2 separate regions of the Sus scrofa genome follow, and region 2 is linked to region 1. A link is a contact called in public promoter capture Hi-C data. All regions are on one chromosome and are shown on one strand. The core of a region is the stretch at or near the end of the contact, and the rest is flanking DNA. Distances in the headings are between cores, read along the strand shown. Region 1 holds the start of ABHD18 (protein ABHD18). Region 2 holds the start of HSPA4L (heat shock 70 kDa protein 4L).

Region 1 (7,050 bases), core at 639-3,138:
CTGGTCTAATACATAATATCAAGTTATTTCATTTATATAAAATTTGATTACTTGTTTTGAAATATTTTAAGAGATACAGGAAAAGATTCTTAATATTCTTTTTTTTTTTTTTTTTTTTTTTTTTTGGGTCTTTTGTCCTTGTAGGGCCACACTCGAGGCATATGGAGATTTCCAGGCTAGGGGTCTAATCAGAGCTGTAGCTGCTGGCCTAAGCCAGAGCCACAGCAATGCCAGATCCGAGCTGTGTCTGCGATCTATACCCCAGCTCACGGCAACGCCAGATCCTTATCTTCTTAATATTCTTTTTGAAGGTGGGCTGGTGATGAAAAGCATAGGTTTTATAGTAAGGAGTCCTCTGTTTCTTGGATTCAAGATCATTGCTTATTAGAGGTGTGACCCTAGGCAAATTATTTAATCTCTTACTTTCAAGTTCCTTGTATGCTTGAAACAATCCCACCTCAGAGGATTGTTGCAGGGGTGAAATGAGGTAATTCAATAAGTATTCATTCAATGTGCATTTGTTTAGTAATCATTATGCTTATGCAATATTGGTTAAAGTTCCTTAGTTAAATATACATCTGTATATTTGCTACAACTCCAGAGATTTTTTTAAAAAAGAAGCCAAAGACACAGTAAGCCAACATTATGGCAAACAAACAAAAAACTAATTTTACCCATGTACTTCTTGGACCAATCATAGGAATCTGATATGTTTTTGTTAGCTGTTACAAATTTGCAAGACTGAATCCAAGTACACAAAGTTAGGTCTGTATTCAGAAGATAATTCTGTACTAAGAGAAAACCTATTTCAAGTTTAGCTGTTAAGTCAGTGGACTGTATCTAATAGACTACACACAAGGTTACAAACAAGACAAAGATCAAAAGTGATGGCTTATACCATACAGTACATAACTAGTATAGGGCCTGGAATAGAGTAAGTGCTCATTTTGATCGAAAACAGTTTAATTTGGGTCCCAACTCGGCCATTTTCACACCGAGTGACTCTGGGTAAGTTATTAACTTTTCTGGGCCTTAGTTCTCTGTAAATTATAAATGTGTCTGCTTTACCTATCCCATAGTTGTGATCAAATGAAATCACATAAAGATGTATCTAGTGCTAACTATGACACACATGACTACTGCACCAATTAGCTTACAAGTCTGCTTGTAGAGGTAAGATGTTAATATGTAAGCACCAGAAAAGAAACAGCACCTCGATCTACCGAAAACAAACAAACAAAAACAACCCATAACCTATTTTCTAAAAATATTCTCCTTGTGATGAAAAGAGCTGGCCATTGTCAAACTTGTGCTGTGCCTTTTCTAACCTCCAGGTTACAGCAGCAGGCTCTGCTGATTGGTATCTTGCAAGGCTGAAAGCCCACAGTCCACGCAGGCGGCGGTGGGGTTCCAATTTGGGGATCAGCAGGTTAGGAGGGGCTGGAGGACCCCCATCTTCAATCCAGGTCTCAACAAGGCACTATGGGTAAGGGGCCTTTGCAGTTAACCAGGCGAGATAAAGCACAGCGCGTCACCACCTCCACTTTCCACAGAGGGGAGAGCCCGCCAGCCCACCTCACTCGGACCCGCCCGAGCACTTCCACCCTCCCCAGGGCTCCAGACCCCCGAGTCTCCCGCCAAGCCTTGCGCTCTCAGCCCCTGACTCCTGGCACGTAGGCAGCGCTGCAAGAGGCTTGGGAAGCGCGGCCTGGACTGGATACATACTCACTGGCCGCTGGGCGGACGCCTGCTATCCAGCTAGCCGAGACTCCCTGCGCCACCGATCTCTCCCGGGACTTGTTTTCGGGCTGAACCGCAAGCGCAGCTTCACCACACTCTCCAGGAACTGAGGTGCGAGAGGTAGCGGACAGGGAAGCATAGGAAGGCATACGAACCCTGGGCGGGGCGGCTGTTTGGATACGCCCCCTCTCTGGCTCTCCTTCAGGTCGTCCCTGGAGGCGGAGAGGCGGAAACGCCAGGAGGAGGTTCAGACCTCAGGACCCACCCCTTAACCCTGTCATCTCCACGGCCCCGCCCCGCCCTGTCTTCTTCGTGACCCCGCCTCTGACCTGGCACGCTCCGCCCACTTCTGGTTGTCGGGTGCGCATGCGCACTTGCGGGCCTGTTCTGACACCTTCGGGCCTCCTGGAATGGGAGAGAGTAGGAGGTGTCGCGAGAGTTGACCTCTAGCTTTGTGGGAGCTTTAACTATGGCGAGCTTTGGGGTCGGGGCTGAACAGGAGCCCCTCTTAGGAGACCATACACCAGGAAGCAGGTGAGCGGATGTTGGGGGGAGGCCATCTCACCCTCCTGCGCACTTGGGACTTACGCTTTTCCTCGCGTCAGCCTTAGCTGGTGCAATGAGGGGTGCCTAGGCGGCGGGAGCCGCGGCAGGTTGGGCGAGACCCGGAGATGCGCTTCTACTTCAGAGAACCCGCGTCCGGCTCGGGGGCGCCTTGAGTTGGCGGGTTGTGGTGAAGGGGTTATAGAAAGGCAGATAGCCTCTTGGACCTTCACAACAGTTATGCAGCAGCCAAGCAACTGCGCTCTGCATTTGGCCCTTTATTTTTTTAAGTTTTGCATTTGACCCTTTACAGAACTGATCACTTTACACATTTCATAAAAGTTCGAAAATGATGGTTTTAATAGGTACTTGAAAATAACTGGTCTTAGTGTTCAGTTAATTGCCTGCTAACTTCTTGATACTTTTTTAGCAGATAAACCCAAGACGAACTCACTTTTGTCCTATGCCAAATGTATAAATACTTATTTTTAAACAGTTAAGGGACGAAGTGTATTTTGACCCTTACTATTCTGATTATTCTGGTTCTAGTTTATGGACTGTGATTCAGAATTGTTATAGTTTGTTTCTTACTAAACAGTGAAGTATTTTCACCTTTAGGAAAACGGAGCTAAGAATCATTTTAAACATAATTATTAAATCAAGTTAATTAAGTCACAGCTGAACTTCAGCTGTCTCTGATTCTGTTAATTTTTTGCTCGTTTATCTCTCTTAAGCACCAAACCTTTTTTAGAAGTCACTTTGAAACCATTTGGAAAATGTATTTCTCTGGTCCTTGATTTACTAAACAATATATGGAATGCAATTTTATTTACATTTTATCTTGAGATCATTAAAATGAATGCCAGTGATGAAATATGTTGTAGCAAAGTGACATCCAGCCGGCCTAAGGAGGCATTTGGGCCTATTTACTTCTATACTGATTTGTTCTACACTGCTATAATTTTCACCTATGCTTTTTAGTTTTTTTTTTTTTTTTTTTTGCCTAACTGTTCTTCATAGACTATTCCTTATCGTTTTTTGTTTATTATTATTATTTTTTAATCTGTTGTTTGTTTTACTGTCTGCAAACCTCTCCTCGCAACTTTACACGGGGTGTTCTGGTTTGCTGTGCCTTTGAAAATCATATATCTAACTAAGCTTAATAGAATTGTGGGTAGTTAGAACCTGGAAGTTGTGATTGAAAGATAAAAAGAATTCTCCTTTTAATTGAGTTCATGAGCTTGAGTGCATGGACTTTGTGGCTTTGGTTTTCTCACCATCTTTTTGGTCTTGCTATTTCTTGGTTTTCCAGATAGATTTCAGGATCTATCCACTGAGTTATGGTTAGGAGTTCCCGTCGTTGCTCAGTGGTTAATGAACCCGACTGGCATCCACTAGGATTTGGGTTCAATCCCTGACCTTGCTCAGTGGGGTAAGGATCTGGCATTGCGGTGAGCTGTGGTGTAGATCGCAGACACGGCTGGGATCCCAAATTGCTGTGGCTGTGGTTTAGGCCGGCTGCTACAGCTCCAATTGGACCGCTAGCCTGGGAAACTCCATGTGCCTCGGGTGGGGCCCTAAAAAACAACACCAACCAACCTACCCCCCCCCAAAAAAAACCACATTGAGTTATGGTTAGATGTGGTCCTATGGTACATTCTGTTATCTTGTCCAAATGAACCTACTTTAAAAAGGGATTCATTTTTGGTGGGGATGTGGGGGGCACGGGGTGGTTTCCTGGCTCGGGAACGTCCATATGCTGCAGGTGCAGCCAAATAAATAAATAAACTTTTTTTTCTTAGCTTCAGTTATGTCCAGGCAACTGATACTCATTAGGGCCCATCTAAATTCAGATGTTCTGTCCATAAACAATACCTGATTTAATTCTAGGTTAAAATTTTTAAAATAAAAAGGGAGGATTTTGAAATCAATTCAGTAAGTATACTGCCTTAAAAACATAATTGGATCCCTAGTAAGGAGAACATATGTAAAACTAATTGGCAAACCCTGTTCACTTTGAGTAAATTGCAAAAACATGGGGCCCAGTTCACCACTAACCTTTCACTACCAAGAAGCTTGGTTCTGATTTACTGATGTGGTGAATCTCATTGAACCCCAATGACCTATTCATAGAGTTTTAAGAGAGCAGGGATTGGCAAACTTTATCTCTAAATGTCCAGATGGTAAATATTTTAGGCTTTGCAGGCTAAGAGGCAAAATAAAAATTATAAGTATTTAGGTAGCAAAACAAATTTCCACATTTTTTTTCTTTTTCTTTTTTTGGCTGCACCTGCAGCATATGGAAGTTCCTGGTCTAGGGGTCAAATCAGGGCTGACCTATGCCTCAGCCAGGCCAAATCAGAGCTGCATCTGCAGTTTCTGCTGCAGCTTGCAACATTGCCAGATCCTTAATCCACTAAGGGAGGCCAGGGATCGAACCTGCATTCCCATGGATACTAACTAGTCGGGTTCTTAACCCCTTAGCCACAATGGGAACTCCTCCACAAAATTTTGTAGTAATGAAAATGAAAATATAATGAGTACAATTTTTTGTAATACAAATCTAATAATGAGAAGAATAGAATTCATTGGGAGTGGGGAATGGTATGTGGTTTAAATAGAATTTAAAGTTAATGTTTTTTTTTTCTTTTCTGGCTGCACCTGGGCATGTGGAAGTTCCTCAGGCCAGGGATCGAACCTGAGCTGCATTTGTATCCTGTGCCACGGCTGTGGCAATGCTAGTCCTTAACCCACTGTGCCACAAGGGAACTTCCTCAAAGATAGTGTTTTCTGTCATCAAATTGATCACAAATATACTTCCGTAAACCTTTCTTAGAGCTCATGAGCTATAAAAAAACAGGTGGTAGGCCAGGTTTGGCCTGTAGACTGTAGTTTGCTGATCCCTCTCTTAGAATATCCTAAAGTATTACAGATGCTTAAAATATTTCTTTGTAACTTTAGGAGTTCCTACTGTGTCCCAGCAGGTTAAGAACCCAAGATAATCTCTGTAAGGATGTGGGTTCGATCCCTGGCCTTGCTTACTGGGTTAAGGATCTGGTGTTGCCACAGCTGTAGCATAGGTTACAGATGAGGCTTGGATCCAGTGTTGCCTACAGCTGCTGCTCTCATTCAACCCCTGGCCCCCAACCCAGGAACGTCCATATGCCACAGGTATGGCTGTGGGGAAAAAAAATTTTTTTTTCTTTGCAACTTAGGTCTAGTCTTTGTGAAATAAGTATTACTAGGACTGATGGTCATATGGAAGATAACTTTTGTGTGTGTGTGTGTGTGTGTTTGCGTTTTTCTAGGGCCACTCCCGTGGCATATGGAGATTCCCAGGCTAGGGGTCCAATTGGAGCTGTAGCTGCCAGCCTACACCAGAGCCACAGCAACGTGGGATCTGAGCGAAACTCCGGAAGATAACTTTATAGAACATTCTAAGTTTATTTCTGTCTTTTTTTTTTTTTTTTTTTTTTTTTGTCTTCTAGGGCCACACCCACGGCACATGGAGGTTCCCAGGTTAGGGGTCTAATTGGAGCTGTAGCCACCAGCCTACGCCAGAGCCACAGCAACTCGAGATCCAAGCTGACTATAGTAGCCGAGGTTGCTGCAGAGGCACAGGTTTGATCCCTGGCTGGGCACAGTGTGTTAAAGGATCCATCGTTGCCACAGCTGTGGCTCAGGCTCAGTCACTGCCCAGAGAACTTCCATATGCCATGGCTGTGTCTGTTAAAAAAAAAAAAAAAAAAAAAAAAGTTAAATCACCTTGAAAGTACAGCATTCCTTCTTTATTCCCTGGCGATAAGAAAGAAGCCTTTGGAAATTTACTATCAGCCATGTGACACAGCTGATTGAATCATCAAGGTTAAGAAAATATAATAAAAATAACTTGATTTAAGGACAGTTGTATTTTGTGTTTCTCCTGTCTCCAACAAGGAAGATACATTTCTTCAACAAAGTTGTACTTTTTTAATTAAAAAGGGGGAAAAGTAAATTTTTTTATTTTGAAACATTTTAAATCTATAAAAAAGTTGAAAAAAGCAGTGCAGCGAACGCCTGATTACCCTGTTACTGCTAGCCTTTTCCACACTGTTCAAGTCTCTCTCTACACACACACACACACACACCCCTCTTTTGCCAAAAGTAGGTTGCAGGCATTATAGCACTTTATCCTAGGTATTTTAGTCAACAACTTGCATCTTTCCAAAACATAGACATTCTTTTACACAGCTGTATCACTGTTACCCACTGTTAGAGGTAGAAAACTGATTCAAAGTATGCACTATACAATCTATACTGATTCTTCCAGTTGTTCCCAAAGTGTACTTTATAGTTATTTTTTTTAAAGATAGGATCCAAATTGGCCCAATGTTATAAATGAACTATAATTAAAATTTTAAAAAATAAAAAATGATAAAGACAGGATCCAGTTAATGTTCATGTATTGATCATTACATCTTTTTCAACTCTTCCAACCTAGAACGGTGCCTTGACCTTCCTTTTATGTTCTCCCCAACTTTGAATCATTTGGCAAGTCTACAGTTTTTCATATTCCTCAGAGCATCTCACATTCTGGGTTTGTGGACTATTTATGAATAGAACCTGGTCTACCGGCAAGCACATCTCATGACTTATGTTGAGAATATCCCAGAATATTTTCTCAGGAGGCATTGGATGAGAGGCTAGTCCACTGTTAGGAATGCTAAGCTTGACAAGTTGGCTAAGAGGGTGACAGCTCTCTCTCTCTCAATTACAAAGACTTATGTT
Region 2 (6,947 bases), core at 1,795-4,294, 160 kb after region 1:
CTTTCTAGCTTATACATATGATTCTCCCATGTATATGTAATCATGTAGGAAGTTCCTGGGCCAGGGAGCGAACCTGCGCCACAGCAGTAACTAGAGCCACAGCAGTGACAATGCCGGATCCTTAACCCACTCCTTTGCAAAACAGACATTTAATGAATAAATGCCCAGGGATCGGGAAGGGCCATGTTGTTCCTCAATAACTTAAGCCCCACAAAATAAATATACAATGTAAGAACACTGGGCTACAATGAAGTATTAGTTCAGGAACAATAAAAAAAAAAATGTATTCCTGAGGTAAATAATGGTACACAGCCAGAGAAAGAAGGGTAGAGTTGCTGATACAAGCTAGGAATACAATCCTTTAACTTTTAGAAGTTCCTACTTTGAATTAGGCTCATTAAAACTAAATATTAGAAGTGACTCTCTTACATACAACTCAGAAAAATCATTAAATCTCAGCCACACAGAATTTGCCAATGTGCTTAAGAATATTAACAGAGGGAGTTCCCATCCCATCATGGTTGAGTGGTAATGAACCTGCCTAGTATCCAGGAGGACTTGGGTTCAATCCCTAGCCTCTGTCAACGAGTTAAGAATTCGGCATTGCCGTGATCTGTGGTGTAGGCAGGAGATAACGGTTCGGATCTGGCGTGGCTGTGGCCATGGTATAGGCTGGCAGCTACGGCTCCCATTTAACCCTAGCCTGGGAACTTCCATATGCCGTGAGTGTTGCCCTTAAAGAAAAAGAAAAGGTGAAGAAAAAAAAAAGTATATTAACAAAGAGACTGCTAGAAGACTCAAAGGAGCAGCCTTTTTTTTTTTTTTTTTTAAATTTCCAGGGCCTCACCTGCCGCATATGGAGATTTCCGGGCTAGGGGTTGAATAGGAGCTGTAGCTGCTGGCCTAAGCCACAGCCATGAGACATCTGAGCCTCTCAAAGGAGCTGCCTAATTTTTAAAGTACTCTCTTTGAAAGTCTGGTCAGGCTCTTTAAAGAGTCATGATCCATTACTAAGATTTCTGAGCCTGGAAATGCAGTATCTGTTCTTCAATTCTGGTTCCTGATCTTTTAGGGTAAGGCTAAATTGGGGGATTGTCCATCCCACCTCTCACTTTTTCTCCATAGGCTAAGTCCCTGAAGCTAAAGACTGCCCCCATTTAACCTTTACTCTGCTGAAAGAGGAGAGTAGAATTTCCTAGTCCTTTCCTGGCAGAAACCTCTATCTGTTGAGGCTTAAAACAAAATCTTATAGAGATTAAATCATAAACAGTTCACAATTACTGCTTCACTTTCTCATGTGCATAAAAGTCAGAAAAAGATATAAAAAGAAGCAAGAATTCTAACAGTACTATGATGATTAACTTATATACGCTCACATTTGAGAATATAAACATTTTATATTTTATAAAAAATATAAAATTCCAGAAGAAATTAATGCATATACCTAGAAAAAGGCGGTATAAATCCTTCTAAAATATTCTCGAAAAGAAACCAAAGCACAAACTGCTTCAAGTATGCTATGTGTCAACATCTCCTTGATACAATTTAAATTATTCATAATATAATTATTTAAAAGGCTTAACACTGGTCTTTGACAAGATTAGTCTTATATTTAAAGTGTTATACTTTGGACCATTCAGAAGGGGCAAATTAATATACTTAGTTTCCTCTCCACAGAAAGTTAAGACATGAACAGTTGGTTTGCTCATAAAATCACTGGCAACAACAGCCTACAATAAGAAGCTAGTTTTTCACAATCCTGGTCTTACATTCCCTGCTAACAAACTTCCCAGACCAGAGAAACAAACATGTGGAAACATGTTTCCATGACATAATGCCTCTCCTTCCTTCATCAATTGTTCATAATAGAAACACTTCACAATCATGTTTACACAAGACAGCCACCTCAGACTCTCCAACAATTCTGTAGAAACACGCTTTGAGTAGGTTCTAATTCCACTACTTTAGTGGACGATCCTTACCAACACCTGAAGCCAGTGACTCCCATCCCTGATGCTCTCCCCATTAGTGCACCATTAACCCGAGCCCCTGGAAACTAGTCCGATTACCTCTATTCTCAAGGACACGGAGTTAAAACCCTGAACACTTCAACCCCTTCTTAAAAAAAAAAAAAAAAAAAAAAAAGCTTTCTGGCCCAGGTGAACTTGCAACTCATCTTCTGATGTATGCAGCTTAAGCTTTCATGTCTTACTTTTCTGAGAGAAAGCTGTCACGCAGACATTTGCGGAAAGGAGTTAAGGCAGAACGAATAAGGAATCTTTTACACAGCGGGGACACCTGCCTGCGGCCAATAATCCCACACAAGCCCCACTAGGGAGGGGTAACCAAAGATATTTCTCTAATATTCAGGACATTGAAGTGATCCCACATCAACCCCTTACCAAAAAACTAAAGCCGGGCCGCCAGGGGACAGAGGCGTGGGGTGGGGATATGGGGGAGGTGTGTGTGGGTACAGAAAGGAGATATGCACGAACTATTAGAGTTAAATCCCTTGTCCTTGAAGGAAAAGCAGCTTCGCGGGGCGGGGAAGCCCGATTCCCACCTGGGCCCGCCAACCCGCGGTTGCAACTGATGGACCTCACCTGTCATCTCCGAGTTCTGCGCATCAGAAGGAAGCAGCAGGCGGAACAAACTTAAGGGTCAGGATAAAACGTTTTCTAGGGTTATGAACAGACAAGGCACTTACGGGGTACACCTATCGCTGTACTCATTAGCGATGGTTTCGATGCCGCCACTCCTCGCTACTGCGATGTAGCAGTTGAGAAAGCCGAGGTCAATGCCAACCACAGACATCCCGCCGCCTAATGGTCGGGGAGATGGTGCTGAAGCCCTCTGTGCGGGAACCGCGTCCTCGTTTGGGCTATTGCTCCTGGAATTGCGACTCCTACGAGAAGCAAAGAAGAGATGACCCCAAGCAGCTGCGCAATAAATCTAGGGCAGTGCGTTGGGGAACCTCGGAGGAGGTGGAGGCCGCCTGCGCCGCAACCTCCGCCGCCCTGGTCTCTCTCCACTGCGGTTCGGCCGCCTCCAACCGGCAGTTACTGGGGTCTGCGCCTGCGCGCTCGGCCGCCGGGGAGGCGCACGAGCTGCCGCTCCGCGCCGGAGGCTGCTCCCGACCTCGACTTCGGCCGCTTCCGTCAGCACTCGGGCAACGGCTGCCCGAGGAGCTGCGGGTTCGAGAAAGATCTGGAAAATGGAGGCAGCTGAGCCAGCCGGGAGTGGGAGGGAGGAGAAGGGGGAGAGGGGAGGATCAGGGAGAGTAGAGGGGAGGGGAAACAGAGCTGGCTCGCTCGCCACCGCGCGGCAGCTGGGCGCAGTGCGGTTGGGCTAGTAGAAAGCTGCTGCCCGCACGGCCGTTTGCCCACGTGTTTGGAAGGACCCCTTCGGGTTGTTTTGGCAACGGAGACTGGCCAGATACAGCGGCAGGACAGTGCCCAGGCCTACCCCGAGTCGGACGCGCCGGCTGGCGGATGCTGGCCCGGTGCCGCCGCCTCGCTTTTTCCCTCCGAGGGCCGCTCCGCAGCCCCAGCACCCACCCGCCGGCCTCGCCGCCCCGAAGGGGCCATGTGCCGCAGTCCGGCGCGCTGGCAGTCAGTCTGCGCGACCTCGCCCCCCGCCCGCCACGCTTGGCTCTGTGAGGTGGCGCCCATTGTGCGGACAGTGGCGGCCTCGCCTCTCCCCAAGGGGCGCCGCCGATCCCAAGCCTTTTCTCTTCGCAAACTATGGTGTTTTGTGTGAAAGCCAAATGAACACATTTTAGGGTGTTTTTGTTTTTGTTTTTCCCCTTACCAGGGATTGAAGTACCAAAAAGCAAGCCAAAACCAAAAAACCACTTATGTCAAGAAATGACATACTGACAATTTTTCCGTTCACGTAACTGTCCTCACACTATCCTAAAAGCTGCGATCTCCTCCACTTAGCTTTTCCTCTGAAAACCAGTTTTACAGGAAAGCAACCTTATGTCTAGGTGTCTCTGCCATCGGGCAAGCCTGTGCATTGCCTCCAGCCTCTGCCCTTTGTCCACAGGAAAAGAGCCTCCTATGGCCCAGCTATTTGCTTTCTTCATTTGAACACCATCTGTCATCTGTCTGAAACTTAACCAAGTTATAGTGTTCACTTACGATGTTTGGCTCTCGTTCTTTTCTCTGTGGGTTTCATGTTCTTTGTTCAGTTTTTCGTAGGTTTTCTGTACCTTGCTGTTCAGTTCTTCGTGGGTTTCCTGTTCCTTGTCATCCAGTTCTTCGTGCTTCTGTTCCTTGACATTCAGGTCTTCTTGGATTGCCTGTTCCTTCTCGCCCAATTCCTTGTGCGATTTCTTTTCCTTCTTGCCCAATTTGTCATGTGTTTCTTGTTTCCTATTTGTTGGTATCATGAATGAGACTTTTTTACGAGGTTTTTTAGTACGCTCATTGTCCTTATTTGTCCGCTTCTTAAAAGAACTTAGACTTTTTACCACTATCAATGCTGCAACAGCAGCAGCAACAAGGGTGGCTATAGCTCCTGCTGCTGTTGCTATGAGAAACATGAAATCCATGTTCAAGGGCAGTGCTGAAGAAGCTCTAATGTACAGTAATGTTCTGGCTCTGGTCTTGCTGCCTTAAAGAATGACACTTCCCTTCCATCTCACAAGCACACGGGAGGAGTAACTCGTGTCGACGCCATCCTCTGTCAGCTCCGACGCGACAGGTGTTGCGACCGCACCTCCCAGCAGGCATTGCGTGAGCGGCACTGGGATTGGGTACCGCAGCTCCCAACAGAACCTGGGCCCCAGTGCTGCTGCAGCCCAAGACTTCTACCCCTCTCCTCGGTTCCCCCTTCAGCTATCATCTTTTTACCTGCCCCCTCTTCTTTTATATAAAGAGGTTTCCACTGGTCAAGATTTAAAAATAAGGTTTCTCCCTGAAGCCAATCATGAGTCTGTCCCTTTAAGGCAGTCGTAACTGTATCATTGGTGTCTCCCTCGATGATGCTGAGTGTAAGGATGGGGTGCGGGACAAGGGATAGGAAAGGTAATTCTCTGCCACTCAGCCGGTGAGGTCCACCAGATCTCCTAGTACTTGCCATTTTCCAGGGTGTTGCTGATTTATCAATTTATTACAAAATAGTCTGAAATTCTCCTAGGATCATTTATTTCTCCATGCCGCCTGTACAACTTGAATGTGTGAGAATAATTTTCCTATTAAAAAACTGAAAATATCAGAGTAAAAAGAAACGGGGTTAGTAGCAAGGGGTTATCATCACCACATTATTTACAATTATTGGAAGGAAATGAGAGCACCTACTGGCTAAAAGCAAGACAGGTTTGGGGACCACATAGACGGGCTGTACTCCCAGGCTCGCCTTATTATCAGTAGGACCTTTGCCAAGTTATTTAACTATCCAAGTCCCAGGTTCAAAATCGATTGAAATGAATAAGACAAATAAACCGACTTTTATTATTAAATAAAGTGAGCATGGCCATAGTGCCTGGCACCAAAAGAGCCAATACATGATAGGTACGCCCAGTTGAGGCTATAGAAATTATGTTGATTTATGTATATTGTTAATCAATGTATCCAGCAACCCTGATGTTTTCTCATGATTTCTAGTATTTGTATGGCTTTGAATTTACTGTGTATACAACAATACAGTCTGGGAAATAATTTTTTTCATTTTTAATCCTACTTCTTTTTTCTTAATTATGCTGCCTAAGCTCTCCAGTACAATGCTGAATATAAGCTGTAGTGGTGATCACCTTTGTCTCATGCCTAATATTAAAGGAAATACTTCTATGCTTATGATGTAAAAAAAGCTAAATTATCTTTTCCTTGCTAAGTTTTTCTCATAAGTGCATACTAAAATGCTACTCATCATCCATTGCAGTGATCTTATTTTTCTCCCTAAATCTGTTAATGTGAATAATATTAATAGATTTTCAAATATCCCTGAAATCCAGAAATAAGTCTACTAGGCCATCCTTATTGGTTCTGATTTTAGATACACTGGATTTAGCGGGTGATTATTTTATTTAGAATGCTTGTAAGATTTAATTTGTCCTTCTTTACTCTTTTCATTGATATTAAGACTATACTGGCTTCAGAGACGTTGAGGTTTCCTTATTCCTTCCTCTGGCAAAGTTTTGGTAAGACAGACCTGAAAGCTATCTTGGACTGGGGCTTACTAATAGATTTATGACCATAAGTTAAGTTTCTTTAGTTGGTATAGTCTGTGGGTTTTTTTCCTATTATATCTTGAATATTTACATTTTAATTAAAAATTGACCCTTTCATCTAGGTTTTCAAATTTGTTGACATACCTGATTATTCATTTATTAAAAAAAAATCTCTCCTATAGCTCTTTGTCCAACTTTCTCATTCTTAATGTTGTTTATTTGAATCTCTTGGTTCCTATCACTAGTGGTTTCTTAACCTGTTTTTGGTTTCCTTGACTTCTATTATGCCTTCTGTATTATGTCTTTGTTTTCTGTTTCATCTGTTCTTTAACATTTCCTTCTATATTTTATTTTTTTCTAGTCTCCTGAGTGTAACACCTAGCTCATTAATTTTCAGTCTTTCTCATTTTCTAATACATATATTTACAGCCATAAGTTTCCTTCTTTTTTTTTTTTTTTTTTTTTTTTTTTTTTTTTTTTTTTTTTGCTATTTTTTGGCCGTCCCGGCATATGGAGGTTCCGGCTAGGGTCGAATCGAGCTGTAGCCACTGGCCTACGCCAGAGCCACAGCAACGAAGGATCCAAGCTGCGTCTGCAACCTACACCACAGCTCACGGCAACGCAGGATCTTTAACCCACTGAGCAAGGCAGGATCAAACCCGCAACCTCATGGTTCCTAGTCGGATTCGTTAACCACTGCGCCACAACGGGAACTCCCATAAGTTTCCTTCTAAATACCATTTTTGCTGAATTTTTACTTGAATTTTCAAACAAT

Evidence for each region. Promoter capture Hi-C pulls out the DNA fragments that hold promoters and counts their contacts.
Region 2: a promoter capture Hi-C map of fetal liver shows a contact between it and region 1, with 2.6 times the contacts expected there. The contact joins the promoter of HSPA4L here to the promoter of ABHD18 in region 1. A contact is called at or near these places in 2 of 5 promoter capture datasets (fetal liver and liver), 8 of 47 Hi-C or Micro-C datasets (fetal heart ventricle, heart right ventricle, liver and 3 more) and 1 of 2 datasets of contacts at active chromatin or transcription factors (alveolar macrophages).

What each region holds. Positions count from the first base shown.
Region 1 is chr8:96,922,974-96,930,023 of Sscrofa11.1, forward strand. It overlaps ABHD18 (protein ABHD18), which reads right to left and starts at 1,889. Exons shown (of 14, transcript XM_013978904.2): 1 at 1,730-1,889. The coding sequence starts at 1,889. It overlaps MFSD8 (major facilitator superfamily domain-containing protein 8), which reads left to right and starts at 2,090. Exons shown (of 12, transcript XM_021101605.1): 1 at 2,090-2,274. The coding sequence starts at 2,210.
Region 2 is chr8:97,085,196-97,092,142 of Sscrofa11.1, forward strand. HSPA4L (heat shock 70 kDa protein 4L) reads right to left here and starts at 3,045. Exons shown (of 20, transcript XM_021101609.1): 1 at 2,708-3,045. The coding sequence starts at 2,814.